Regions from separate parts of the Mus musculus genome. Here region 2 is linked to region 1. A link is a contact called in public Hi-C data. All regions are on one chromosome and are shown on one strand. Each heading gives the region's core, a stretch centred on a gene start, on an enhancer-like site or on the middle of the called end of the contact. The rest is flanking DNA. Distances are from core to core; before and after follow the strand shown. Region 1 holds the start of Chrm3 (cholinergic receptor, muscarinic 3, cardiac). Region 2 overlaps Gm26861 (a long non-coding RNA gene).

Region 1 (6,945 bases), core at 1,614-4,113:
ACAGGTTACCTACTATTAAAAATTAAATAAAGTACAATTAAAATGAGCTTGTATTCTCATATATTATAGTTTAAAATAACATTTTTTTCTTGTGTAAAAGTTAAGTCATTTATTTTTTTATAAGGAAAAATGAAAAGATACATGTTAAAGGGCGTATTTATCCTTGCTTCAGCAATCTTCAGAAACAAATATGTTTGAAGCAAGGTTTGTCCAGCCTCCTGTCAGGAAAAAGCAGTGAATCCTTCCAGATCTCCCTAAAGCTTCGTACATAAGTTTTAGAGTAGGTTTAAGACAGAACTACTCTTATTTTAATGTCTAGTCTTTATCTAAATCTCACCCAATTCCATACAATCTACTTCTTCAAATTACACCCTTGCCTAACAATTTTCTACGACCAAAGATTTATGCTCAAAGGTTTCTCAAAAGGTCTTGCCTTTTATCTCATTTTGTTATTAAACTATTGAGTCCATTTAAATCATTATCTAGTATTGTTTGTTTTAAAGTCTTACATCACTCTTGTTTTCCTGTTTAATTCCACCTCAAATCACCCTCCCCAAGCCTAAGGTACAGTCTATATCGGATCTGCAGCCATTATTTTTAATAGAGTAATCCATTGCTAAAGTTGTGTTGTCTTACAGAACTTCGGAAATGACATGCCTTCTGGCTTAACAGTAGGTAACTGCGTGTTAAGCTAACGGAGGCAAGCCACACAAACATCGTCTAAAGACAGAGTTATCAAGTGGTAGATGTGGGGTTCACACTCCACTTCTGTGGCCTATGAGATCACACATGGAAGAGGTAAGCATGACCCCTGCACATGTATACGTCCCAACACCAGCTCCTGCCACAGCAGGGAGCCACCAGCGAGTGGCACAGCAATGGAAAGACCTCATTCCTGTTTAATATTCATCCACCGCATCCATGTGTGCATTTTTCCAGGCTCCCCTTTCTCCTTTTTGAAAGGTATATCTTCCTGTAAGATCTCTCCAGCAAATCCACTAGCACTGTTTTAAACACAGGAAACCGTGTTGAACCGTTCCTGCAGAATAAGTGCTTTCCCAATATGAAACGCTCTGGACTCCATAATTATTAAGCAGGCTTTTAAGAATATGTTCTGTTTTCAAATAGTAACCCAAAAAGGGGTGGGGGCGGGGGCAAAGTGCTGTGTGTGTGTGTGTGTGTGTGTGTGTGTGTCCAGGAATGGTACATTTCCTATCTTGTTGAACCTCAGAGGCAAAGAGGGAAAGGAAAGATCTGTTGAAAGCTCACAATGAAGTGGTCAGTTTCCCTAACAGCAGAGTCTGCCACCCTTTCAAAACCCTGTCAAGAATATCAGTGGAGTCGGGTGGGTGGATGGTGGCATATATGCTTACAGACTTCAGACAGGTTCAAAACACTTATCCACAAAACAAGGTCTGCGGTTTTGAAAAATGCATCCATATGGATGCGAGTCCCCAATGCTCCTTTCCTCTCTTACTTCCAACCCTTGCGTGCAAGGAGAGTCTCACACACCGGCAGACAAGGCAGCGTCACAATTCCAATACTCAAAGCGTGGAGTGGACAAGTGAATTCTACCCCTTTGGGTCAACCATCTCCCTGACCTCAGCGGTTTAAAAACCACCACATAGAAACAAGCTGCGCACAGAAACGAGGTTGTGCCAGAAAGGAGCGGGAAGACTCCGGAGAAGAGATCCGGTATAGTTTAGCAGCTCTGGCTGAGCCAGAGTAGACTCGCGCCCTGGCGCAGTACCCTCTCCCAGGTCACCAGGCGTGGAATGAAAACCGCCTTTTCGCTCCAGAAAAGTGACCCCAAGAGTCGTCCCTCGCTGCAAGGTTGGCAGGGATCTGACTTAGCTTTCCTAAAAAAAAATTAAAACGGTATTGAAAGGCCCACAGAGGACCCAGCACACAGGAGCCCAGACAAACAGCTCTGGCGCTCCCTTCTTCGCTTTTGGATCCTGCCTATGAGAGAGAAAAAAGAAGCCCAAGGGATCCGGGTGAGCTGACAGGGGTGCTCTCTTGGCCACTGACCGCCTGCCCCTGTCTTTCCCAGGCGCTCGGGTGCCACCTCCGCATTCTCCACCCTTCGTCCCTGCGCTCCAACTCCTCACCAGACAGATATCCAGTTCCTGTTCCCCTAGATTGACAAAACCACCTCTCTTCGTCCCTCCTCAGTCCTTCCTTTAAACTCCACCAGCAAACAAATTTCCTACGGAGGCAGAAAACTTTTCCCCTTATTTCACCACCAGATAAGGCAAGAAACCGGGTCAGGTTCGCTGCTAGCCTCTCTGCACTGCGCGGTAGCGAGCAGCGCACGTCCTTACCTGGCAGCCGTGCTCCAGGTGGCTGTCCCACTCCAGTCCTCCGCGCCTCCCCGAATCTCCCGGACTGTCCAGTCCGCTCTACCGAACCTCGGTCTCTCGCAGCAGGGAGTTCGGAGACAGCGACTGTCCTCAGGTTCGCTCGTGCCTCGGAGCCGCCCTTGTCTGCATCGCCCGGCTTCTGGGTGCAAGCGCAGCTGCGGGCTCCTCCCGGCCGGTCGCGAGTGCGGGGCTCCCGGCTGCAGCCGACTTGGCCCGCGGTTGCGCTCCCGGGTCCGAGCGCGCTCCGCCCGCGGGCAGCTGCGGCCGCGCGTCACATGCCGCCTCTCGGCAGCAGCCGTGGCACCTGCCCGGGCGACCGCACTGGGGCTCGGTTAGTCCGCCCCCGCGTCCTGCGCGCCCCTGCCCACCCCAGCCCTCTCTGATCTCGCCTTAATTTTTTTTTTTTTTACCCTCCTGCTCTCTCACTTCTCATTCCTTTTCTCTGCCTCTTTGTATATGTTTTATTCTTTTCTCCAAAAGCAGACAGAAGGCGCTCCAAGTGGGAGGAGATCTGTCCCTCCTCATGAACTCTTCCTCTGCCTGGTGGTGGCGATCGTGGCTACTGCTGCCCTCGTCCTCCTCCCCTTCCTCCTCCTCCTAGTCCTTCTTCTTTCAGTGTAACTCACTAGCTGCCTGCTGGAGCCCTAAACCTGCTCTGTTTCTGAGCATGCCCAGTGGCACCGCGGGCTCCTCGCTTCTCCCCGCGTGCTGGCTTGGCTGTATTCTCCGCCTGGCAGGGGCGAGGGAAACCAGCCCAGGGAGATCCTGGGTACTTTTCGGATAGGATCGCTAGAGGCCGGGCACAGAACCTGGGCGAGGAGTTTCCACCCACCCAGCGTGGCCTCACGTGCTCCCTATTTGCGCTCAGTGTTTCAAGGGTTGATGTTGATCAGATGTTTCCGTGTTCCATTTGAAGTCTGAAGTGGGTTTCCTTCAATTGCTTAGAAGGGTATGAAGAATGCGATTTCTTGGACTGAACTTATGGACAAGTGAACCTCAGCTCCAGAAAATAAAGGAGCCGGCTGGCAACCTTTCTCAAGGGGACAGTATGGTGCGTGTACGATTTGAGATTTAAAGAGCGTTTGTTTATGCAGAGCGAAGTAGCAGAGGACAGGGCAGCTTTGCTCCCCAGAAGTTTACACTTTAGGAGAAATTAGAGAAGCACTGCTGAAAAGAACGCGTCTGCGTGCATATGCACATGTGTGCACACTTTTTTTTTTCAGCCAGGAAAATTAAACCACAGTCTCACTAGTCTCTCTCTCTCTCTCTCTCTCTCTCTCTCTCTCTCTCTCTCTCTCTCTCTCTCTCTCTCTCCCTCCCTCCCTCTCTCTCTCTCTCTACCTTCCTCTCCCTTCTTCCTTCCTTCCTCTCTTTGTTTCTTTTTCTTTATCCCTGACCCTTCCTGCTCTTCCTCTCTCTCTCCCTCCCTCTTTCCTTCTTTCCTTGTTTCTTGCTTCTCTAGCCCTCCTCTTCCCTGGGGTCTGCTTTGAACTCCCATCTTGATCTTTCTTCCCCCCTCTTCCCATGTGGTGGGATTTCTGGCAAACCTAGCCAGGCTTTTAAATTCATATACAACTCCAGAGGAATGTGAAGCTGGGAGAAAGGGGGATTACTTACTATAGACTAATGTCAAGTAACTAAATAAGGACAGAGTAGCGAGCTCTAACAAAGTACTAGATACTAAGGAGGCTGCTGCTGCAGCAGTATGTGGCTTTTCCTAAACACAGATAAAAATGATGATATAACATTCTTATAAAAGCACACGCCTGTAACCCTAGGATTTGGCAGTCTGCGACAGGATGGCCCATGAGTTCAAGTTTAGCTTGGGCCATACAGACAGCCTATCTCTAAATAAATAAATAAGAGTGGACCAATGCAACAGTGTCTTTGGGAAGAAGAGACAAGGGGGACTGCAAAGAAGGAAGAAAGGAGAGAGAGAGGTAAGGCTGAAGCAGGAGGTCAGAGGAATAAGAGAGAAGGAGTACAGGTGTGCACAACAGGAAACAAAACTTCACAGTTTAAAAAGAAGCAACATTATTTTTGGTTCTATTTAGAGCAAGAAGGAAAACAGAAGAGAGAGATGTGATATGGAAATTTTGTCAAGGAATATAGAATAGTTAGTACGGCACTTCCTTTCATGACTGTCTTTCCTGGGTAGAACAGTCCTTAAGGGAAACACAACTAAATTGCTCTTAGAGGGAATTCAAGTCAAAAGAAAATTTCTAATGAGGAGGCCTGTGGCTGCTCTCAGGTGAGTTGCATGCTGGGTGCTGAGGTGGGAAGCAGTAATCCTATAGCAGACTCTTGTTTCCGTCCCTTTCAGTTGGTAAGATGATTATTGTCTTCACATGTTCTTCCACGTTTCAAAACAAATATTCAAACCACACATTGAAAGCATTTGTTTTAAGTTCATCTGGGGCTGGAGATGCAGCTCTAGTTGGCAGAGTACCTGCTAAACATGCATGAAGTCCTAAGTTTGATTCCAAGTACCACAGAAACCATGGTGGCTCATATCCATAACCACATTGGGAAGATGGATCTGGGAGGATCAGCTGTCCAGGGTCATCCTTGTCTACACAGGGAGGAGGAGGCCAGCCTAGGATACACGAGACTCCAAGGAAAAAACAGTTTTATTATTCTGATCATGTACTTGGTTTTGTCTTATTATTATTCCTTGCACAATAAAGTATAATAACTACTTATATAGCATTTGCACTGTGATTAGTATTGTAAGTAATCTGGAGAGGATTTAAGAATGGAAGAACATATGCCATATATGAATGGTACATTTATATAGGGGTCTTGAACACCTTTGGGTTTAAGTGTCTGCAAGGGTCTCACAACCACTATGCCAAATATATTGATAAAAGGCATATTAATTGGTGGATTATAAGAATGAATGATAACATGCATGAAACATATACTATATCTAGTGTGAGGTATGTATTCCATTTTAGGGCCCTTAAATCCCATAGTGAAAAGCAAGACAAAGGTAAAAGGGTAAGGAAAGTAAGTGTTCATTTGATAGGAAAGTGGATTTAAGTTATATTGCACTCTCACTGGTATGAATACAGGTGCCTTCAATAGTATTTGGTGAATCCATAGACCAGGCTCTGTGGATCATGCTTTTCAGAAACATCCAAGTGTCGTCGTCGTCGTCAAGTCCTCCTCCTCCTCCTCCTCCTCCTCCTCCTCCTCCTCCTCCTCCTCCTCCTCCTCCTCCTCCTCCTCCTCTTCTTCTTCTTCTTCTTCTTCTTCTTCTTCTTCTTCTTCTTCTTCTTTTTAAAAATATTTTTATTAGGTATTTTCCTCATTTACATTTTTGTTTGAGGATAAGCTTCAGTAGTAGTTCTCTAAAGAAGCCATGAAATAAATCAATTGTGAATAGTCAGGAGAGGAAAGGAAATATTTACACCTTAGGAATATATGTCTGTCTGTCTGTCTGTCTGTCTCTCTCTCTCTCTCTGTGTGTGTGTGTGTGTGTGAGTGTGTGTGTGCAAAACAATCATCTCTGCTCAGATACATGCATAAGTGACATGTGTGTGTTATCCTAAGCATTCTTCCTGTTGTCTCTATGAACATGATAAATGAAAATTTAATGTTTGTGTTGAATAAACTACAGACTAACAGTTCGGATAGAATTGCCCTGAGTTTCTTGTTAAGTAGATTATATTTGATTCAAATAAGAAATTTGTTTCTGAGTTTGCTGACTTTTTGTTCAGAAGACCTACTGCTCAATGGCACTTCAGCGGAAAGTGTAACGTGTATTTGCTAGATTTGAACATGAGCTGGACTAAGATCAATGCTAGTTTGTAACAGGTCAAAAGCAAGACACCCATGAATATCTACTCTTAGATACTGATCTGAAAGAAGGCAGATCAAATGAGGATGAAATATATGTTGATATTCTGTATACATTAAACACATCCTAGATATTTACTGTCTAAAAAAGAAAAAATAAACCCATACAGTAAAATTATAAGATTCAGTTACTAAGGGGAACCCTCTGGTTATAAATAATAAAAGTAGCTAATCAAATACTTCTCTTTCTGCTGTAAGATAGCTACAAAGCTCTGTGAAGACAATATAAAATAATACATGTAGGTATAAAGCATGGCCAATGGAAGATTGGAATTTAGGGTATTGAGGTTACATTGAATGAGCATATTCCTATTTTTTTCTTTATGAAACATATTTTCCTTAAATAGAAAAAAAATACAGAGAGGTGAAAGCTCAGCAGGGTCAGGCCAGTTTTCTGGGTGAAAACACGTGACAAGAGAGCTGGTGGTTGGCAAGGAGGCTGAGATCTTCACATGCAGCAAGGCCTATGTTTCTGGAGGGTAGATGGAGTGTGGGGCAGAGAGGCTGAGATCTATGTGGAGTTTCTTTAGAACATGCCTTTCAAGGAAATATTTGAATCTGGGTCCTTCCAGAATGGAAAGACTTTGGTGAACACCTTAGAAATCTTAAAAATTCCTAGGTAAAAGCAACTTCTTAGATGTGTGGTTGCTGGCTATAAAGAACACATGTGAGATAGATATGTATAAAGACTTTGGACTGGGGGGGGGGTTCTTTGAAAGGT
Region 2 (6,670 bases), core at 3,380-5,879, 85 kb after region 1:
GTAAAACAAATGATAGATATCAAACATTATCTTGAATAAGTGTAGGGTTGTAATAACTAACTCGGCCAATTTAATAATATTTGCCATATGCAAGAATCTGGAGAGTAACTATCATTTCCAGGCACTAGTGCTTAGAACGTTGCAGTGAGTAGGACAGGCAACATGCAACAGCATGAACTTAGAGTGGGGGGACATGTGCTATGAGACAATGCATGCACTTTATGAAGGACTAAGTCTTACAGCAGTGAGAATGGAGGGGAAGCATAAAACTTGATAATGAATAGAGATACTGAAGGCTACTATTTTCATGAGACAAGACCTGAGGGAAGCCTTTGACTGACTGTCTGTGAGAAGAGTGAGCCAGACAGAAGGGACAGCAAGTGAAAGGCCCTGGGATTAGGTCAGGGTCACCAGGTGTCTTTCAGGGATCCAAAGGGAAGCCTTTGTGGTGGGAGACTGTGGACCTAGCAGGAGTGAATAGTCATCGTAGAGGTGAGGTAAGAGGGGGCAAGGTCTGGATCAAGATTTTGTAGGCTATAGTGAGAATTTAAACTTTCTCCACATGTGATTTCAGGAACTCCAGAGAATGAGTGACATGAGGTCTCATTTTTAGAAAGGTCCCCCAGTCTTCTGGCTGTACTATGGATAGTATTAGAAGCATGAAGACTATTTAAGAAACTACCATGGTATGCATGGGGTTGACCTTAACTGAGGCAATGTTGGGGAAAAATGAAAACAATTTATAAAGCTAGGGGACATTTCAATGAGAGTGATTCTGGACTTTGTGATTATTTGAGTTTTGGACATGAACCAAAAACTGACTTCAAGCATGGCAGACTAAGTGGACTGGGGTGCAGTGGTGCCATTTACTAAGATGAAAGAGAACTAGAGTGCCAAGATATTATGTGTGTGTGTGTGGAGGGGAGCAAGGATTTATGTTTACATGGACCTAAATAAATCAATTATTGTGCACACATATAAAGAAGGTAGTTTGGTATCAAGTTGGCATTGCAGAACGAGAACAGACTAGAGAACCCATGAGAAAGTGTTAGGTTTGTAATACCAAATGCCCTCTGTACTCTGTGTATTGACATTAGGTTCCAAGATGACAATGCTGTTTTGAAAGGATATGGGGCCTCAGGATGGAGAGGCATTGGATACAAAGGGCAGAGTTTAAGAGCCCAGATTCCAGTCTTCCCTCTGCTATCCTCCACAGTGTGAGTGAGATGTGCCATAAGCTCCTGCTGTAGGTACCAAACTGTTTCAGTTCCCCGCATAATGATAATGTGCACTTTGGATCTAAGAGCACACATGAGCAGCTTCTGTCTTGTATTTGATTGCAGTAGTGACTAAACAATACAGAGAGCATCTGTGTAGTGAAGTTGAGAGACGTGTGGATGACTTGCATGTGGAAATATTTCATGAAGAATATAATCAAAGTAATTCTTCATCCATGGATTAAAGTTCATATCATTCTTTCTGGTATTAGACTTATCACGCCCTGTCATGACTGCTGGCATGTTGGTGTTGCCTCAACTTCTTTATGTTGTATTCTATGCCAAACTAGGATCCTTTGTCTATCAATTTGTTTAAATTTAACTTGGCAATTACTTCTCACATTATTTTCAAGAGGTACTAACTCATTCTTTTCTTTGTACTCTTCTCCAACTGCATTTCTTTTAAGATCTCATAGGAATATTCTGTACTTGATTTGATAATATGTGAACAATGGCCATATGGTAAGTATTGTTGCCATGTTGCTTTATCAATGCTTTGATTCTGTATAATTTTGCTTTTGTGTGTGTGTGTGTGTGTGTGGTGTCTGTGTACAGTATATATATATATATATATATATATATATATATATATATATATGCATGAGAGGGAGAAAATTAGATAGACAGACAGACAGATAGATAGATAGATAGATAGATAGATAGATAGATAGATAGATAGATAGATGGATGGATAGATAGATAGTTGGATAGATGATAGATAGAACTTGTCTAAGCCAGAGATCAAGCCTCAGTCACTATCTACCTTTCTATTGAGACCAGACCTCTTACTGAACCTGCAGCTCACCAATTGGCCAGACTGGCTGGCAAGGGAGCCCAGTGTTTCTCTTGTGTTCACCTCCCAGCACTGGGATTATTGGCATATACCATCATATCTAGCTTTTTACACACTCCTGAGGGATCCTAACTCGGGGCTCCTGCTTGCACAACAAGCATTTATCCCCCTAAGTCACCTCTCTGGCTCTAGATTCTTCTTATATTAACCAGGACGTTTGGTGCAATGTCATGTTAATAATTATCACACTGCTGGTAATCCGTATGAACACAATGATAATAACAGTTCATACTATTTAACAGAGTGCCACTGTTTGCAAAAGGTGCTCACCTAAATTACCTCACTTTGGCTTCTTGATAAAGCTGGAGGGGAATATTTGGATTCTTCCCCTTTTACAAGAGTTTCTATTCAATTGCCATTATGGCACCTGATCAAAGAAACAGATATGTAGAGACACCTAGTCCATTGCCTTACAATTTGAAATAATATTTACATTTAATTAGGTAGCAGATGAGAACAGACCAAAAGTACATATGTGCAGTAATCAAAGGGGCACTGGCCTGCTCTATATGAGCAAACACTGTTAACTGTGGGCCAAGAAGGAATTCTAGCTGCTCTTTATATGCCAATTGTGGTTGTTTTCTGGTCTAGCAGAGTTATGTGGTCGTTGGGTGTTTTGTTTGCATGTATGCCTGTGCACCATATGTGTGCCTGTTGCCTGTGGAGGACAGGAAAGTGATGTTAGATCCTCTGGAACTTCAGACAATTGTGAGATAAGACATGGGTGCTGGGAATTGAAGTTGGGTCCTCTGGAACTACAGCCAGTGCTTTTAACCCCAATCCATTTCTCTGGCCCTTGCTACCTTTCATATAGAACAGGTTTACACTTCTTCACGTAAGCACAGGAACAACCCTGCTGTTTAAGAAGGCCGGGATTGTTAAGGCGTCAAAGAAAGTAAATGTACTATTGTATCCTTTCCATATAAAATATTCCCTAGCAAAGATAGAAAGGATTCACAAAGCTCTGAACCATTGAGGTCCTCCTCCCCCTTCCCCCTTTCTCCTTTTCATGGAGCATGCTCTTGTGTCTGCTTCCAGCAAGGATTATTTGTCAACTCAGAAAGTTCCTTCCTCATTAAGAGAAATCACAGGAAGGAAGGGGCCTGAGAGAATCCCTTCATTGTCTACATTAAGAAATTATTTTTAACTTTCTTTAATATCCCATGACCAGAAATTGCCGCTTTTGTTTAAGGCAAGTTTTCTTAGGCTAACATATTTTCTCTTTATTTTGATGAGCGACAGGAAACATGCTGTGAAGCTTTAAATAAATCATTGAATTCCTCAGTGCTTAATTGCTCTGCTATGAAGGGAGGTAGTTGAACTGTGTGAGCTCTGTTCTGCTAATTTAAAGATTCTGAGTCTATGATATGCACGATAGTTTAAATATAACTCTCCGCTTGTCCTGTCATATGTGACATTCCTTTGTAAGCTCACTCCCCCCCCCCTTTATGTTCAAGATCAATGTCTCTTATATAGTTCTACAAGCATAATTACTGCTAAAATATTGATTGTTTTCAAATGTAAATCTACAGCTCATCATTCTCTAAACTGTTTCTGGATTATAGATTGAACTCATCTAAATACAGCTCTACTCTTAGTAAGGGTGGAAATCCCCTCACTCCATCCAACCATGTAAAGGATAAAGGATGTGCTCTACACATCAGAAGGACTTTGGAGAGTTTTATAATTAAGAAAACTGCTTCTAGCAGTGTTTCAAGGGCTCACTGGGTACCAAGACGGTCTTTGTGTACCTATCTCCTCTTGAATCCTTCATAAGCACTATACATACATCTCCTTGTTCTTGAATAATTCATAGTGAGTTAGGGTCCCTTTTCTAGTTGTGTATGCTTCAATGGAAGGCTAACTACTAAAATTGCTATTTCCCAATTCACAATACAGTTTTCCATTCATATTTATTCTTGGCAGTTATATTTTTGTGTTAGAGGTTAAAAAAATCTAAGTGATTCATATGTGAATAATTGCTGAACATAGACCAATAAGAAAAGGAATTAAGAATTAAGAGAAAAGAAAACCTCAGGGTGCACAACTCAGTTTGAGAAAATACTGTAATATTTATGGTTTTCTTTCTACTCCAGTGTTAGTAAAAATAGGTTTCAATGGAAATCATCAACAGAATATTTACTGTGGGGTGCAGAGGAAATATTCTGGGGACATAAAATCATTTGAAGACCAAATATTGCAGATATGAATTGAGATTTTTGATTGTGTTTCTGAAATTGCAAAGATTCCTCCCAACCCTTAGCAGGAAGTACTTCAAATGATGCCATTTTACGAATCCAACTACACAGAACAAACTTCCTTACAACCAGCCCTTCCAGAGAATAATAAAACCGTCTGTAAATATTAGAATGGAGTTGGTGAAGACTCTCATTTTCTGTGTGCACGTTTGGGACTAATTGGATGCAGACAGCTGCCTTGACTTCATGGCTCATCTGTGAACTGGATTATTAAACAAGGTCATTCTTATCGCTTGTCACAAACCCAGCCTACCTTAGTTAATTGTTAATAGCCTGGACCCATGGCTTTCAGTAACTGAGTTATCAGGTCAGTAACATGTGGAACAGTTATTTAAAGTGAAAGTCATTCCCCACTTGCTTTATTCTAAGCATTAAACAAATGGCCTTTGATGGGCAAAGATGTAATGCTTAAATTGCATGTCAAGGGAATATGTTTTCTCTTATGAAGCTAAGAGCAGCAATTTAAGTAAATGAGCTTGACTGCTCAGACCTTGTTCACAACTGAAACTCTACTCACTCCTGTAGAGAACACTTTATTCTTATCCCCAGAATTCAGTTTTAAAGAGAACAACTAGCTGTCTCCTGAAGGCTTCAGTGACACCCAAATGATGTTATGGGGTGAATTTTCTACAAGAAGAAAGGTTTAGAAAAACAAGGGAGATGTCAGAACAGATTCATATGACAAAATGGGATACATAAAACATTTTATCATTTTTTAAATACCATCTCAACCTTTTCAGCTAACAAGAAGAAAGGGAAGTTTGCCAGCCCAAGATGATGAGGACATAGAAAATAAATGACTGACGGCCATCAAGTCAATAAAATACAATAGAAAAGAAAGTCAAGTATATTTTAGCTGCCATGCCAAAAAAATCATCTTACTTTTTTCTTTTGAGTAGAATACTTGAAGACCGCACAATTTATAGAAAGCAAATAATCTGTTTCTTACAGCTTTGGAGACAGTGCTGCACAAAGCCATGGGGCAGGTGTGCCATGAGAGCCTTCCTGCTGATTCACAGCATACTGGAGGATGTCCTACAGTGAGAGGCAATGTTAGTGACACAGAGAAATTGGGTCACACTATTCTTCTATCAGAAGCCCACTCCCATTACTTCCAGTTAATGGTCTTAATTTATTCATGAGCATATGCCCTTATGACCTCATAGTCCTTTAAAGTCTCCTGCTACACTGCTACTATGAGGATTCAGTTTCAACCTGAGCTTTAGAAGGGACACTCAATCCATCACAACCACATATCACTACTTCATTTCCTGTCTTCAGACACAAAGGACGATCTCTTTCAGGAAAGAGCATGAGAACTCACAGTTGTTGTTGTTTTTTGTTTGTTTGTTTGTTTTTACATTGGTCATTGTATACAAGGGTAGAATTATCTATACAGATATATATGGATCTTTTTTTTTAAACTAAAAATACATTTATAAAATCAGCAGACATTTCTTTGAAAGTAAGAACACGAACTCCATAAAAGATGGATATTATTTTAACACAAAACTCATCCTAAGGTTTGAACATTTTTAAGTCATTCTTTTTGGGATCCCTTTATGGATCTTCCAGGTCATGACACACAGGTGTTACCCTTGACAGAGACTCACCAATATCAAGTGCTCATTAACATTTGCTTGTGGTGGATTCTGGAGATAATTTGGATCTCTAGATTTACCAGAGACTAAATTGGTCTTACTGAAATAATATGAAAAAAAACCTTTAAAGTTTAGCCAAGAGAATTTAGAAATTTGGGTGTGAGTCTCTGCTCAGGTATGGAATGTGCTGGAGCTAAACAAAACAACACAAAGCAAAATAAAACAAAAAAAACACAAAACAAAAAAGCAAAGCAAAGCAAAACAAAACAAAACAAATGCAAGGTCACTGAGTCTCAAAAGTAGGACCATTTAAGGCTTTTCCATTCATTCCCTATAGCTCATGAGACCTGAGGAAGACCTTACAGTCTGTGAACAGGCAGAGTTTAGTCTCAGCAAAATCCAAGGGCACTCCCGAGGAGATCTCCAATTATGAGATACTCCATTTAAAAGATTTATTTCCAATTAAAAGAATTCAGTGGCATTTCTTCTTGCTTTCTCTCACCTTTTTAACTTTTGAAATCCAAGGCCTATACAGACGGCACAGATCTTGTTTCCTCCATGATCACTTGCCACCTGATTCTATTAAATATCCTTCTTGATCTTTTCATGAAATATTAGAGAGGATTTTCAATAAGGTACTAGTTAACATTCTGTCATTATAACAAAGTATCTGAGCAAATT

Evidence for each region. A called contact is a pair of places that touch in the nucleus more often than the background predicts.
Region 2: a contact with region 1 is called in a Hi-C map of liver, with 2.6 times the contacts expected there. The contact joins the enhancer-like site here to the promoter of Chrm3 in region 1. A contact is called at or near these places in 7 of 484 Hi-C or Micro-C datasets (cortical neurons, embryonic stem cells, liver and 1 more), 1 of 115 datasets of contacts at active chromatin or transcription factors (liver) and 2 of 9 other capture datasets (liver and pancreatic islet).

Annotation. Positions count from the first base shown.
Region 1 is chr13:10,357,940-10,364,884 of GRCm38.p6, forward strand. It overlaps Chrm3 (cholinergic receptor, muscarinic 3, cardiac), which reads right to left and starts at 2,864. Exons shown (of 5, transcript NM_033269.4): 1 at 2,325-2,864. It overlaps Gm26861 (a long non-coding RNA gene), which reads left to right and starts at 1,540. Exons shown (of 7, transcript XR_001780860.2): 1 at 1,540-1,997.
Region 2 is chr13:10,441,237-10,447,906 of GRCm38.p6, forward strand. The region is part of intron 3 of Gm26861 (a long non-coding RNA gene); the gene reads left to right. Among named protein-coding and RNA genes, the nearest start is that of Chrm3, 84 kb to the left of the region's middle. Within about 2 kb of position 4,630, at least 4 of the 459 cell types and tissues checked have an H3K27ac peak or open chromatin away from gene starts, as enhancers often do. A contact at or near this core is called in liver, where this site is marked.